Regions from separate parts of the Mus musculus genome. Here regions 1 and 3 are each linked to region 2. Evidence: chromatin contacts called from public HiCAR-type and promoter capture Hi-C data. All regions are on one chromosome and are shown on one strand. Each heading gives the region's core, a stretch centred on a gene start, on an enhancer-like site or on the middle of the called end of the contact. The rest is flanking DNA. Distances are from core to core; before and after follow the strand shown.

What was found. Promoter capture Hi-C pulls out the DNA fragments that hold promoters and counts their contacts. HiCAR-type assays count read pairs that join an accessible place to other places.
Region 1: a promoter capture Hi-C map of hippocampal neurons shows a contact between it and region 2, with 2.6 times the contacts expected there. The contact joins the promoter of BC051142 here to the promoter of Stk19 in region 2. A contact is called at or near these places in 2 of 39 promoter capture datasets (cranial neural crest and hippocampal neurons), 1 of 115 datasets of contacts at active chromatin or transcription factors (bone marrow-derived macrophages) and 2 of 9 other capture datasets (adipose tissue and embryonic stem cells).
Region 3: a contact with region 2 is called in a HiCAR-type map of astrocytes, with 3 times the contacts expected there. The contact joins the enhancer-like site here to the promoter of Stk19 in region 2. A contact is called at or near these places in 2 of 39 promoter capture datasets (the 3T3-L1 cell line and hippocampal neurons), 1 of 15 datasets of contacts at CTCF or cohesin (the NIH/3T3 cell line), 2 of 484 Hi-C or Micro-C datasets (cortical neurons and embryonic fibroblasts), 4 of 115 datasets of contacts at active chromatin or transcription factors (astrocytes, bone marrow-derived macrophages and embryonic forebrain) and 1 of 9 other capture datasets (embryonic stem cells).

Annotation. Positions count from the first base shown.
Region 1 is chr17:34,396,056-34,400,882 of GRCm38.p6, reverse strand. It overlaps BC051142 (cDNA sequence BC051142), which reads right to left and starts at 2,063. Exons shown (of 20, transcript NM_001001177.2): 1 at 2,030-2,063.
Region 2 is chr17:34,834,373-34,838,665 of GRCm38.p6, reverse strand. Stk19 (serine/threonine kinase 19) reads left to right here and starts at 1,763. Exons shown (of 7, transcript NM_019442.3): 1 at 1,763-1,889; 2 at 2,100-2,236. The coding sequence starts at 1,790. Dxo (decapping exoribonuclease) reads right to left here and starts at 1,647. Exons shown (of 7, transcript NM_001163770.1): 1 at 1,450-1,647; 2 at 912-1,273; 3 at 530-765; 4 at 221-440; 5 at 1-118. The coding sequence starts at 1,267.
Region 3 is chr17:34,435,138-34,439,503 of GRCm38.p6, reverse strand. The region is part of intron 6 of BC051142 (cDNA sequence BC051142); the gene reads right to left. Among named protein-coding and RNA genes, the nearest start is that of BC051142, 39 kb to the right of the region's middle. Within about 2 kb of position 1,778, at least 64 of the 459 cell types and tissues checked have an H3K27ac peak or open chromatin away from gene starts, as enhancers often do. A contact at or near this core is called in astrocytes and bone marrow-derived macrophages, where this site is marked.

The DNA of each region.
Region 1 (4,827 bases), core at 814-3,313, 440 kb after region 2:
CCAATTTTGAATGGAGAGGCGAATAAATTTAGGGTCCTTCAGGTTGGGTTTCAGGTATACAGGTTGGTGGTTTCTAAAAGACATCCCAAAGCAATGAGAGCGTAGGAAATATACCATTCCCATAGATGAGAAAGGGGAAATGGAATGTCCCTGCAGCCTGTAGTCATGGGCATCCCCTGACTCAGGGAGAACAAATTGAGGACCAAGCCATTCAGTGGGTCAGTGGGTCATCACTACAACTCAGTGGGGTCATCTTAGACTGGCTAAGCCAAAGAGTCTTGGTGCCTGGTATCAGGACTTTTGTAGAAGCCAAAAGGTGAGAACAAGAACCAAGCTCTCATAGAGGGTCTTATCCATAGGAAAATTTTGGGAATGGAGTTGCAAAAGTCACAAGGACCTAGAGAAGTTGTGGAATTTATAATTAGCTTAAGTGAGAGTGGTAAAATGGGGCAGGAAGGGTTTCGATGGCCCAGTAGGACCTAAAGAAGGTGCAGGGTTGCAGCTCTGAGGGTGGTGGGATAGAGTCAGGACAGGAAGGGTTGTAGTAGCCCTCAAAAACTGCACTGAAAACCACCAGGGCCTAGAGGAGCTGTGGGATAGGCAGCTCTGAAGGGAAGGTGAGCAAGGGCAGGTAGGGGCACCATGGCCCAGGAGACCTAAAGGAACTGTAGAATAGCAGCTCCAATGGTGGGAGAATGGGGGGCAGGTGAAGAGTGCTAGTTGTAGCTTTAAAGACCACAGCTGGAGGTACCTCCACCTCCAAGAGTACTAACGGGGTGCTAGACACCCAACAGTCACATCCTCGGACTCAGGGAAGCATTTACACCCACCAGAAGGGGAAGCTTACCTAATTGTCACTGGTGGATGGGGTGTCAAGTAAGCAGTGAGCCGGAAGGTGAGACTGCTGCAAGCCAACTGGAGATAGGGGATAGGGTCCTAGTGCGGCTCAGACCCCAGAACTAGGGGGAGCACAGGCACCAGGAGAGCCTATCCAAGTCACAGCACTAAAATGTGTTTCTGTTCGGATGGGAGGGTATCTTGGAAGCCCAAGAACCTTACAGCTCTACTGGAAATGATATCCCAGCAGAAGGGCATCCTGAGACAGGAGACCACAGGAACCACACAGCTCTGCAAGGAAGCCTCCTCAGCAGAGGCATTGCAGCTCCCAGGGGAGGGTCTCCCCAGCTGAGCTGAGGAGCTCAGGAGCCTCAGCTCCACTCCTTCTCTTCACTTTTTCTCTTCATTGTTTCTTTTCTTCTTGGCTTCTTTTGAGGCGAGTGGAAGGCATATGGGTGTGGAGGAACAAAACCAGGGATGGCTGCCTTCTGCTCCTGGGAGAGGACAGCAGGGAACTGGACGAAAGGGCAGTGCTTATATAGGATTTCTGAGGGGGCAGTGTTTTTCGGGGCAGAGATTTCCAGAGTGAGGATTGGTGGGATTTTAAGTCTTGAACTTGGGAGAGCGCAGGAATTGGTGGGTTTTCCTGCTTAGGGATTGGTGGTTTTTTGTTTGTTTGTTTGTTTGTTTGTTTTGTGGGAAGCTCAGGGATTGGTGGCTTTTTTTTTTCATCCCCCCTCCCCCCCCCCCTTTCCCTGCATCAGTCAGACCCATGGGTTAGGGTAGGAAGTCCTTCCTGACTGCAGCCGGCCTTCGCCAGGGTTTGCTGAGGCACCATCTCTGTGGGGAGGCTAGGGGAGACTGGAGAGGAGGCGCTGCTGCCATGGTGGACAGTTCCAGCGGCGGTATTTCACTAAGGCTGTAGGCTGAGGCGGGACAGGGGATCCGCCACTGCAAGCTGAGCGGCCGCGGTGAGGCCGTTTTAACAGGAGCCGCCATTTTGGACAGCTCCTGTGGGACGCTTCATCGTGGCGTCGGCTGTGGCCTGCGGCGGCAAGGACAAACCTGCCGCCGCTTTGAGCGCTTTTGTGGCGCGGCAGCTTTTGTGGGGCTGCCGCGCTGCTCAGGGACTGTACGGGGGCGGGGAGTGAGCTGGACACGCCGCCTGTGGCAGGACTACACCATGACTAACCTTCTCTTTCCTTCGGGCTTGTTAGAATCCCCCTAACTGAAGGAGTGCGGATTCCCTGGTCCAATCAAGAGGCTGAGCTTAGCTACGTCATCAGTTACCAGGGATGGCTGCTCCTGGAGGCGTCCACAGCGCCACAGCCTTCTCCAGCTCTAGGATATGAGTCTCCTGAAGTGGGTGCACGTAAATCACTTTTGACATCTACACTATTAAGCTGAAGTGCAGTAAGCGCCAGGCTAAAGGTGCCTGGCTACACAGTCGTCTTCCTTCACCTCCTTTGCTCTCGCACAGCTTCAAATACAACAGTTGTCCTAACAGCTTTATGTAGGAAAAGTGAGTACCACCCCCCCACCCCCCCACCCCCACCCCCAGTCCTCAAACTGCTGAGTGAATGACTGACCATCACAGAGCTGGCCCAACTCCGCAGCCTGGTTGAAATGTTTCAGCTGCAACTGGATCCAGCACTAAAATAGTAAATAAAAAAGAAATTGCTGGTTTCAAAGAGGTCCCTCACATTGAATTTCTAACTAGCAACTGATGATGCAGTTCATATCTGACGCTGATTGGTCCTTAATACTGACCTTATCCAATCCAGCAGCAAGGCTGTGAATCTCCTGCTTCTTATGGCCTGGGGCATAGATGGAGTGAGGAGATAGTTGCCAAGGTGTGAGACCACTATCTCTCCTGCAGCGGGATGTGACTGTGGCTCCCCAGAGGCCCCTGTTTGGCCGCTGTGATCGTGATGCTGATGATGCTGAGCCCTTCTGTGGCTTTGGTCAGGGACCCCCAGTGTAAGTGCACACCTCAGGTTCTGAGCTGCTGGGTACGGAGGGAGGAAGGAGCTAACTTCCTCACTGTCCAGGCCAAGTCCCTTGTTACTATGGATGTTTTCTGTGAGCATGCACAGACCTCACATGAAATCCAAACTATGTCCCCAAACAGAAGCCTGGATGTTTGTGCTCTAAGAGCTGTGTGAGAGGTCCCTGTGTATCAGCCATTGTTTTTCAAGTTTCCTCCAGTAACATCTCTAGCCTTGTGTCATCTTCCATTAGGGCCCCAGGGGGACTGATAAATCATGATATTAAATTAACTTCTCACACAGGGGTTTTATGGGTTGAGCTATGCCAGGCAAAGAGGTCTTTGTATAAAAATAGAACTTCATATGTGTATTTCTATTCTATTTTGTATATTTTGTTTTAGTAAAAAAAAATAAAGTTAAGTAAAATATTGGTCTAATCAGAAGATTTCTGTGAAGGTGTCATAGAGTCAAGGGATAGCAGGGAGATCCATGTGCGCCCTCTGCAGGCTGTGCAGCTGCTGCTTAGCCACCTGTGTGTCTGAACCCAGGGCCTCCTCGTTCTCTCTCCCTGGCCCCAGTGCTTGCGCAGCCTGTTCCCGTGTGGAACCTCTGCTGGGTGGTGGCTAGTGTTTCCCCTTGTCCTTGGGAGCACACAGCAGCTAAGACTGAGGAAATAGCCTTCGAGATGATGGGCATCTGTGGGCTGTTCTAACGAACTTGAGGCCCCTTCTCAAACCCCTGAGTGGGTTAGAACCCATTTGGTGTTTGTGATTTGAACATGTTTGCATTTTTATTTTTCTTCCATATTCTCTGGCCTGAGCCCATGAAAGAGACCTGACTTCTCTTTGCAGGATATGATCCCCTTCCTAGTTTTATGATTCACATATACATCACACATAGAAAAATCAAAGTCTGTGCTATGCACACAGGGGATAAAAGATGGGATTATTCACCAATCAAAGAAATCACATGGTGAGACTCATGGCTCCAGCTGCATGTGTAACAGAGGATACCTAGTTGGTCATCAATGGGAGGAGAGGCCCTTGGTCTTGTGAAGGTTCTATGCCCCAGTACAGGGGAATGCCAGGGCCAGGAAGCAGGAGTGGGTGGGTTGGGGAGCAGGGGGAGAGGGATGGGATAGGAGGTTTTTGGAGAGGAAACTAGAAAAGAGGATAACATTTGAAATGTAAATAAAGAAAATATCTAATTAAAATTTTTTTTAAAAAAAGATGGGGTTATTAACACTGCTGAAAGCTGTGACCCCCAAATGCTGGGACTGTGGGCAAATTCTCTGACCCTTCTCTGCTTTGGCTGAAATGTAAAATGTGGAAGAGATGATCTTTTTTATAGAGCTGTGTGAGGACTGGGAGAGATGGCCATGTAAAGCAGTAAGGCTGTAGGCTGAGGCAGGAAAGAAAGTGTAGCTGCTGTGACAGCCCCTGAAGCTGCTGCCCCACTGTGTGCTGCCCCACTGTATGCTTCCTTTCTGTAAGCTATGTAGCTATGTAATTTACAACACAGCTTTGGTTTTCAGTGAGTCACATGGTTTTCAGTGAGCCCAGGAGCTCTTTGGATTCTCAAATGAAATACACACACACACACACACACACACACACACACACACACGTCAGTTAATTTTTGACGTGCCATGACTAGCTCAAAGGCTGGGCACTCCTAAACCTTCTCTTGTTACCCCAGGCCCAGTGGAGAAATGACCAGTGGCCACTTTCCTTAATCTTACATGGCTGGTTGTCTTTCTCTCCTGCAGCTCTTACGTCCTATCCTTCTCCCCTGAGTCATAGCAATCCTCTGTCTTCCTTTCTCCCAGTCCCTAGCCCGTGCAAATCTAAAGGTCCTACCTCAGTCTCCCTGCACAGTCATTGGCTGTTGGCTCTTTCTTTCTTTTTTTTTTTTTTTTTTGGTTTTTTGTTTTTTTGTTTTTTTGGTTTTGTTTTGTTTTGTTTTTCAAGACAGGGTTTCTCTGTATAGCCCTGGCTGTCCT
Region 2 (4,293 bases), core at 514-3,013:
CTCCATGGTAGGAAAGGTCTTTAAGGAACAGACGAAACCTTCTGGGTTCCGGAAGCCGGCAACAACATGTGGGACCCCCGGGAGGAACGACTGAGCCCACCATTTCAGCAACTTGTGTCTGACGGGAGAGGCAAAGGGTCAGCAGGACCCTCCACCCCCCCCAACCCCCCCCAACCCCCCCCCAACCCCCCCCCCCGTCAGTCCCGGCCCCGGCCAGAACCTGTAAAAGCTCCTCCACTGGCCAGGGCTGTGCATCTCCTTGGATGTCTTGAGCTCCACGTAGCAGGAGGGAGGCTGTGTGCAAGGAGCCTGGGGGTTCAGGCAGTCTACCTCCCCGGAGAACAGGAGAGGGTGGTTTCCCAGGCGGCTGCGTAGCACAGAGCAGTAGGCCACGTTGGTGTTAACTTCCCCAGAGGGGTCTGGGGAGCCTCCGGGTTTGTCTGCACAAGAAGAGAAGGCAGCAGCAGAGGAAGGGGATCTCGACCTCTGTGGAAGGGGAGAGGGACCGCACGGCTGCGACGACTCTCACCTGCGCACATGTACTGCTCAAATTTGTAGCCCATGTACATGAGCTCCCGGAGGAGGGGTGGCCGTGCAAGCCTCTGGGCCCGAGCAGCCGGGGTCTCCACCTCACTTAGGTACAGTGTCCCTTGGAACCGGGAGGCTGCCAGCTGCCAGCCCTCCTGCCGCTCATACGGCGTGGTCAGCAATTTTGTCAGGTGCCCTCTCCATGTCACCGTGGCCCCTGCCAGCCAGCCGGGACCCCTGGGAGGGAAGAATGCGGGGTTTATGGTCTGACTCGAGTTTTACTTCTGTTGACTCAAAGTCCCCACTAAAGACCATTTGGCTTTCCCAACTTCAGAAGAGAAAGCCGGGTCACCAGGTCAGCTTCTGCGTTGCACCGGGCTCACCCCTCCAGCTGGTTCCGGTGTTCCAGGACCCAGCGCAGCAAATGGTCCAACCTCTCTTGGACTTCCTCGTCCCGGGGCTGGTATCGGTCAGGGTATCCATCTCTGAGGTCAAAGTCCGGGCCTGGGCCGTTGATGGGAGGGGGGCTGTAGTAGCGGAGGGCTCGGGCATCTCCATGGTACTGGCGTTGTGCGTCCAGGGAGAAGCAGCCCAGTTCGGATGGACGCCGGTAGAACGGGAAGGGTCCCGAGTACAGAGAGGGCTGTGTCCGCAGTAAAGGGACTGCCCGGGGGAGTTTGTGCAAAGGCTTTTCCACCTCTGTCTTCTCCGCTTTTCTCTTAGTCCCTCTGGGTTCCATGAGGTCCTGCGAGGAAAGCGTTTCCAGTGGATAAGGAGCGAGTGAGCTTCCAGGTTTGGGCTCTGCGTGTCAGGAGCCGGGCGCCTCGTTCCCACCCACGGACCAACGAACGCGGCGAGCTTGAGGAGTTTGGGGGTTGAAGCTAAGACTTGGTTACCTCAAAGCTCCCCACCCTGACCGACCTCCACCTCCTCGAGGCTACGGCGTCAGGGCCGCACGTCAGAAGCCGGAGAAGGATGCAAACACGGAGTTGCTGTTTCTGATGACGCTCTCATCCGCCCTCAGCGTCGGAGTGGGCGAGGTCCGTCTGCACCGGAGCGGGAACCCAGGCGGGCCACTCGCGCCTCGGCGCGCCCCAGTGAGCGCTCTGGTCGGGAGCCAATCAGCAGCGGTGCGGGCGACGGAAGTGAGGCTGCCTTCGTCATCAAACTCAGACGACCAGCCAGAGGGCCCGTCGTCATTATTCTGTGCCGGAAGACGCGGTCTTCGGGACTCCTTTCCCGGAATCCTGAAATCCGGGTTATGAATCGCAAGAGACGGCTCCTGGCGTCTGAGGCTTTTGGGGTGAAGCGGAGGCGGGCGCCGGGGCCCGTGAGAGCGGATCCTTTAAGAACAAGAGCAGGTAACCATGGCAACCTGGGCGCGGAAAGCCCGAGGGTATCCACCCTTGGAGGAGGGGGGGGAGGAGGAGGAGGAGGAGGAGGACCTAGGGTAGTAACCATGGCAACCCAGGCGCTGGGCAGCGACTCTGAGGGCTGGGGCGTCCGAACCTCCGCGCTGTCTCCACCCTCGCTCTCCACCCGGACCTGACCACGCGCTTGCTCCACCACAGGCTCGGCGCGCGAGGCCATCGAGGAGCTCGTGAAGCTGTTTCCCCGGGGGCTGTTCGAGGATGCGCTGCCGCCCATCGCGCTGAGGAGCCAAGTGTACAGTCTGGTGCCAGACCGGACGGTGGCCGACCTACAACTGGTGAGCACCTTGGAGACCTTTGGCGTGTCCCCCCCCCACCAGCCCCGGCCCTCCGACCCGCAGCCTCGAGGGCACTCGCCAAGTCCCTGTCGCTCAGACACTCAGTCGTCCGTCAGCAGGCGTTAGGCCAAGGCAAATGCAGAGCAAATCCCAGGGGTTTGGAACTGCAGGCAGATGTCACATCTGACAGGTGATGGCTGTTAGAGAAGGTTAGTGAGCGCGGACAAAGGTGTACTGAAGGTCACCGGTGAGAGAGATTGACTGAAGGAGAGAGATGAGTCTAGTGTTAATTCCCAGATTTCCCAAGTGATCAGTTAGTGATTAGGGGATTGACTAGAGGAGGGAGGCACCGAGTAGCTGCTTGCCTGATGTGCGTACACTGAGTTGCAGATTATAGATGTATGAGACAGTGGGCTATGACGCTGCAGATCATTCTAGGCTGTGGTGCACAAGGCATAGGGGCTAAATGAGATACTTAGGGAGACTAGAGGAGTGATGTAACCTCGTGGCCAAGTTTAGAAGGCGATTGAAAGCCAGGGCCATGTCTCTTCACACAAAAAAAATCCACAGTGGGCAGATTTCAGTCTCTGTTTTATAGGAACTCTCAGACCTCTGCCTGAGTTGAAGGTCAGAACACTGTGAACGGCTCTCTGCTGCTACATACCTCTCTGGGCTCCTTTTAACTAGGGCAGTTCCTCCTTAGAGGCTGTCACAGATCCTTCTTGCTTAGCTTTGTCCTTATATTGTTACAGAGTTTCTGACCTTGATTCCTGCAGGTGACTTCTGACCTCCTCCTCAGGCCATGGCCCCTGTGCTTCCTTTTCTATAACTGTTTTTTTTTTTTTCTTTAAACAAAAAGCTTTCAGAGTTGCACAAGTTTTGTTTTAAGACAAGGTCTTAATTTGTAGCCCAGACTGCCTTAAACTTGATATTCTCCTGCTTTCATCTCCCTAATGCTGGGGTTTACAGTAGTCAGAAGGTTAACTAGAGGGAGTCTCTTCTTTCTTTGGAGAGGGGAGGATTGAACTTGGGTCAGCAGACTTGACAGCAGAGTCACCTCCTCAGCCCTGTCACCAGCTCTAAGAAATTTCTCTTGTCCTCTCTCATTGCTTTCTTCTGGCACTGAAATTACATAGACATCTTCTCTTTGAACCCCTTCAGACACTTCCATGTTCAATAGTTTTGGGCTTTCTTTTATAATTGTACTGTTTAGTTTCATCTTAGATTAATAATCTGTTCAGAAAGCTTAATTTCATTTGCTTGTGGCTATGTGCTTGTGAGCATGGGTGTGTGTACATGTGGGTTTGCACTCTCAGATGCCAGAAGATGGCACTTGATCCCTGGAGCTGGGGAGGTACAAGTTACAGGTGGTTGTGAGCCACCAGATGTGGGAGCTAGGAACTGAATGTGGGAGCTCTGCAAGAGCAGGAATTACTCTGCCACCGAGCATTGCTCCCACCCCAGATCGATAGTCTTTTATTCAGCTGTACTAAAGTATTTCACACTCATTGAAGTCTTAGTTTATTGTCTTCATTTCTCAGTTTTAAATTCTCTACTGGGACTTTTTTTTTTTTTTTTCTTTTTATGGGTCTTATTATGCAGCACTAGATGACCTGGAACTCAGTCTGTAGACCAGGCTACCCTTGAACTCATAGAGACCCACCTACCTCTGCCTCCTGAGCGCTGAGATTAAAGCTATGCACCACGGTGACTGACTGGGACATATTTAAGCCTATATCTTTTTTATGATTATTTTAAATTTGATTATTATTTTTGGCCATGTGTACTGCCATATGGCTTTAATCCCATTGCTCTAGAGGTAAAGGCAGACAGATCTCTGTGAGCTTAAGGCCAGCTTGGGCTACCTATTAATGTTCTATTTCCAAATTATATGTGTGCATGTGCAAGTTCATGTGTACATGCCACCATGTGTGTGTAGAAGTCAGAGGGTATTGTGTGGTTGAATTCCCTCCTCCCATCACGTGGATCTCAGGGGCTGACTCAAGCCCTGGGGCTCAGCAGCAGGCCACCTGACCCACTGAAACATCCCACCAGCC
Region 3 (4,366 bases), core at 529-3,028, 400 kb after region 2:
AGATCCCATTATAGATGGTTGTGAGCCACCATGTGGTTGCTGGGAATTGAATTTAGGACCTCTGGAAGAGCTCTTAACTGCTGAGCCATCTCTCCAGCCAGACGTTCCCTTTTCTTAAACTCAGTGATATTTCATGACACCTTGTCTTAGGTCTTGGATATCAGGAAGTGCTCTAAACTTTTAATGTGATCAGGAAACATGCATGGAAAATCCTTCCAGACAAGAGTTGGGGCAGGTGGGGTACAAAGAGGGTAGGATCCCAGATCTCATAGAAGGACAAAGAGGTTAAAAAAAGAACTCACTTATAGGTCCAATGGTTCCAGCTAAAATATTGGAAAAATAAACCAAAATCAGTTAGTTCTCTAGCAGAGGTAAACAGTTTGCATCAAAATTCTTTTTGGGAAATTCCAAAACCAAAGCCAACAGTGCCGTTTTCACTCCGATGGGCAGCACGAGCTGGGGTCAGCCCCCTCCCGGGGAGAGTAAGTGCGATGTCAACATACCTATCGCTTTCCTGTTAGCTGGCCATCTCCAACTGTTTAGCTAGAGTCTATGGCCTCATCTTCTGAAGGAGACATTGGAATTCCTATCTTTGTGATGAGTTAGATCCTTGTTCACCAGAGTAACCTGGCTTGCCATGGTGGTATGAGACAGACTGAAGCTATTCTAGGCAGGGATTGTGGGTGAAGGAATCCAGAGCCTAGACTCCCGTGCTCAGCAAAATAGCATTCTCCTTGTGCAGGGTGTGACTCATGAGCCCTGACTCTGACATTCTTTTTCCTCTTGCTTTCAGGATTAACCTATTCTAGGTATGAACAGCCTCAGAAATCTGAGCAGACACTTTAACAAATCCACTAAGCCCCAAGGAGGTTCACTTTTCTTGTTAGTCACATGCTGTTGTGTGGAGACTCCACAGGGATGGAGAAGCTGACTCAGTTGGGGTCAACCGTGCTCTGCTTTTATTTCCTTTCTAAGTGCAGAAGATTCAGATCCTATAGCATGATGAAACTCAAATTTTAATGTATGTGTAAATCACCCAGTGACCTTGACAAACCAGTGACCTTGACAAACACAGGGTCTGATTAGTAGGCCAGGGGTGGACACCAGGCTGAGGTTCGGTATCTCCATCAGAATCTAAGGTGATTCCCCCCTGGGGCTGCAGGGGACTGATCAAATGTCCTATCAGCTGTCCTCATGTCTCCTGCTCTGCATCACATAGCTCCTGACAGATGATTGTTACAATGCCACCTGCAATAGTCTCCAGGCCCTTCTTCTAGACTTGTGCTCACATGCACACACCACAGCACACACCACAGCACACCACAGCACACCACAGCACACCACAGCACACCACACCACACCACACCACACACACACCACACCACACCACACTCTTCACTCCTCCCACAAACCATCACTGATGGTGTGGGGACCCTCCATCTATAGGCTGGTGCTCTCTGAATGCCATGGAGCCCTCTCTCCATTGCTGAGGAGGACACCGTGTTAGTCTTTTCCCTCGAGTGTCACTGGAGCTTTAAGAAGAGAGACAGTTCTACGTTTTGCTAGTCTGTCTGTCCCTGACAAGTCTCCCTTTGCAGCTGGTACTGCAGGTTTGGGAGGGGTTCTATCTCACAGGGGCGCCCAGTATGTCAAGAGCAGGGAAGGAAGGGGAAGAGTGGGCAGTGGTCACAGGAGGAAATAGAGGTGCCAGGGCAGTAAATGTCAAAGCTGTTCTGTGTAGTGAGGCAAAGCTGCTGAGGATCAAATGCAGAGAGGAACTTACAGATGTCTCCAGCGTTGCCGGCTAAAACAGAAACACAAAACCTTAAGTTTCGAAGGAGCATGACTCAGGGCATTTGTTTTTTTTTTTTTTTTTTTGTGGGGAGGGTGGGTGGGGAGGGATTCAGGCCAAGCATTCACGGAGTCCTCCATGTGGGAGGATTCTGGGAAGTCAGTGCATTTCCTCTGGTTGTTTAAGAGACTGAGGCCACCCTCTAAGGTTATTAACCTAGACTGTTTTGTAAGTGCTTCACCTGGCCCCAGGATTGTCCTCATGCTTTTAACTGAGTGAACTTGGGTTTTTGTTAGCAGACTCTTCACTGGGTTGCATAAAGCGGTGGAACTGTTACTTAAAGGAACTTGAAAGGAGGGCAATTTCCACACTGGGAGGGACAGGAAGAGTCAAACAGCTTCCTCTGTCTGAGTGTGTCTCCTTACCGCCCTTCATAAGCCCCCCCCAGAGCAGGCATTGCATAGCAGACCCAGGAATAGAGTTAGAGTTTGGGGAAACGTACTCAGAGGTTCGGATAAGGACTTGGTGCTTCTTGTTCTACCTGTAATAGAAATCAAGAACATTCCTGAAAACCACAACTGGTTGAGATACAGAAATCAACTGTATTTTAGGTGCTCACCCCCAATTAATACATCTACAGTCCAACATGTGAGGCTTAGAAAACATCTCTGAAAAGGGGCGGAAAGACTGTCAGGGCTGGAGGATCAAGACAGCTAGCTGCTGAGAGACAGTTTTTTCAAAAGAGAGGACATGGTGTGGGACTGGTAGATCCCATTACTGGTAGTAATCAATATGGTCAAAATAAACTATATACAATTCTCTAAAGGTTCATGAAAATATTACAAAAAGGGAAGAACTGTGAGCTTCCAGTTTAGACCACAGAGGGCTGGTGATTCTATTCCCTCCTCCCAGATATGGTTCAGAGTCTTGAGGTTATAGACCTAAGTGTCACCTCCTCTGTCTTCATGCTTCCCTACTTCTTATCCTTCTAGCTGTTTGAAATCTTTCAAGTTTATTGTTGTGATTACTTAGGTAACTGGTTTAAGCTCTCAGGAGAGACTTGCCTATGTTCATACAACTAAGGAGTGGGATGCAGCTCCAGGCACCTTGACAACAGTCCTCCATACATCAGAAAGATGTTAGTCAACACTCAGGCATGAGTTAAAAGTGTCTGTGAGCAGAAACTCCCCTGGGGTGGTTGTAGCTAGACAGGGCTGTGGTCAAAGGAAGACTCTCTTGTGTTAATAGAATGTGAAGATACAGAAGGGAGCTGAGGAGCTGAGGAGCTGAGGAATGTGTGGCCAAAGGCATGAGTTTGCTTAGGTTGGCACTGCCTTGCAGAGAAATGTTCTGAAGGTATGAGGCAGCTCTCCAGAATCATGAGCTATGAGCCCTATCACCCTGGCTTATTGGAGAACAGGTAAGAAAGGGGGTGGTCCTCTGCCTAGTATGGGAACTCAATGACATAACATTGTGAAAATAGAAGAAAAACTCACTTGGCGGTTCTTGAGCAATAGCTGAAGAAGGGTACAAAAAAAATCAAGTTAATGTGGATAGTGGTTCACACATTGCACCTTTACCCCCGAATCTATCAGGAGAATCTCCCAGGATACACTAGGTCTTCCATTGCCCAGTAGGCACAGCACCATCTCTCTGCCTGGTCAGGACTAAGTTCTTAAGAACATAGGTTTGGGATCCCCTTCCCGAGGGTACCACAGTTAGGGGAATACTTATTGCGACAGTGTCTTGACACTACCTTGCTTTGATAGCTGGACAGCCCTCTCATTTGGTGATCACAGAACAGGAGAGGAGAAGTGATTGCTGGGTCCTTACAGTATTGTATGGTAGCTCTATAGTTAATAACATATATTTAATGATATAAGATTGTGAAAATAGAAAAAAACTCACTTTGTGGTCCTTGGTTTATAGCTGAAGAAGAGTAGAAAAAAGAAAAAAAATTGAGTTAGTCTAGACAGTGGTTGTGATGGCTTGTATATGATTGTCCCAGAGTGTGCCACTATTAGGAAGTGTGGCCTTGTTGGAGTAGGTATGTCACTGTGAGTGTGGGCTTTAAGACTCTAGTCCTAACTCTCTGGAAGCCAGTATTCTCCTAGCAGCCTTCAGATAAAGATGTAGAACTCTCAGCTCCTCCTGCACCATGCCTGCCTGGATGCTGTCATGTTCCTGCCTTGATGGTAATGGACTGAACCTCTGAACCTATAAGCCAGCCCCAGTTAAATGTTGTCCTTATAAGAGTTGTCTTGGGGGAAAAAAAAAGAGTTGTCTTGGTCATGGTATCTGTTCACAGCAGTAAAACCCTAATTAAGTGGTTCACACACTGCACCTACATCCCCAGAATCTTCTCAGGAGCTACACCTGAAGGCTTTCCATTGTCCAGGAGGCACAGTGCCATCTCTCTACCTGGTCCCTTTGTGACCCTGCCTCTCCTGCTCTTACCCCTCCATCAACAACAGCTACTGGTCTTGCTGACTGCCATCTTAAAGGGCTTACTCATTAGGCTCAAAAGCTGTGTATTCCTGTGCATGAGCCTGTTCTCCAATAAGCCAGGGTGAT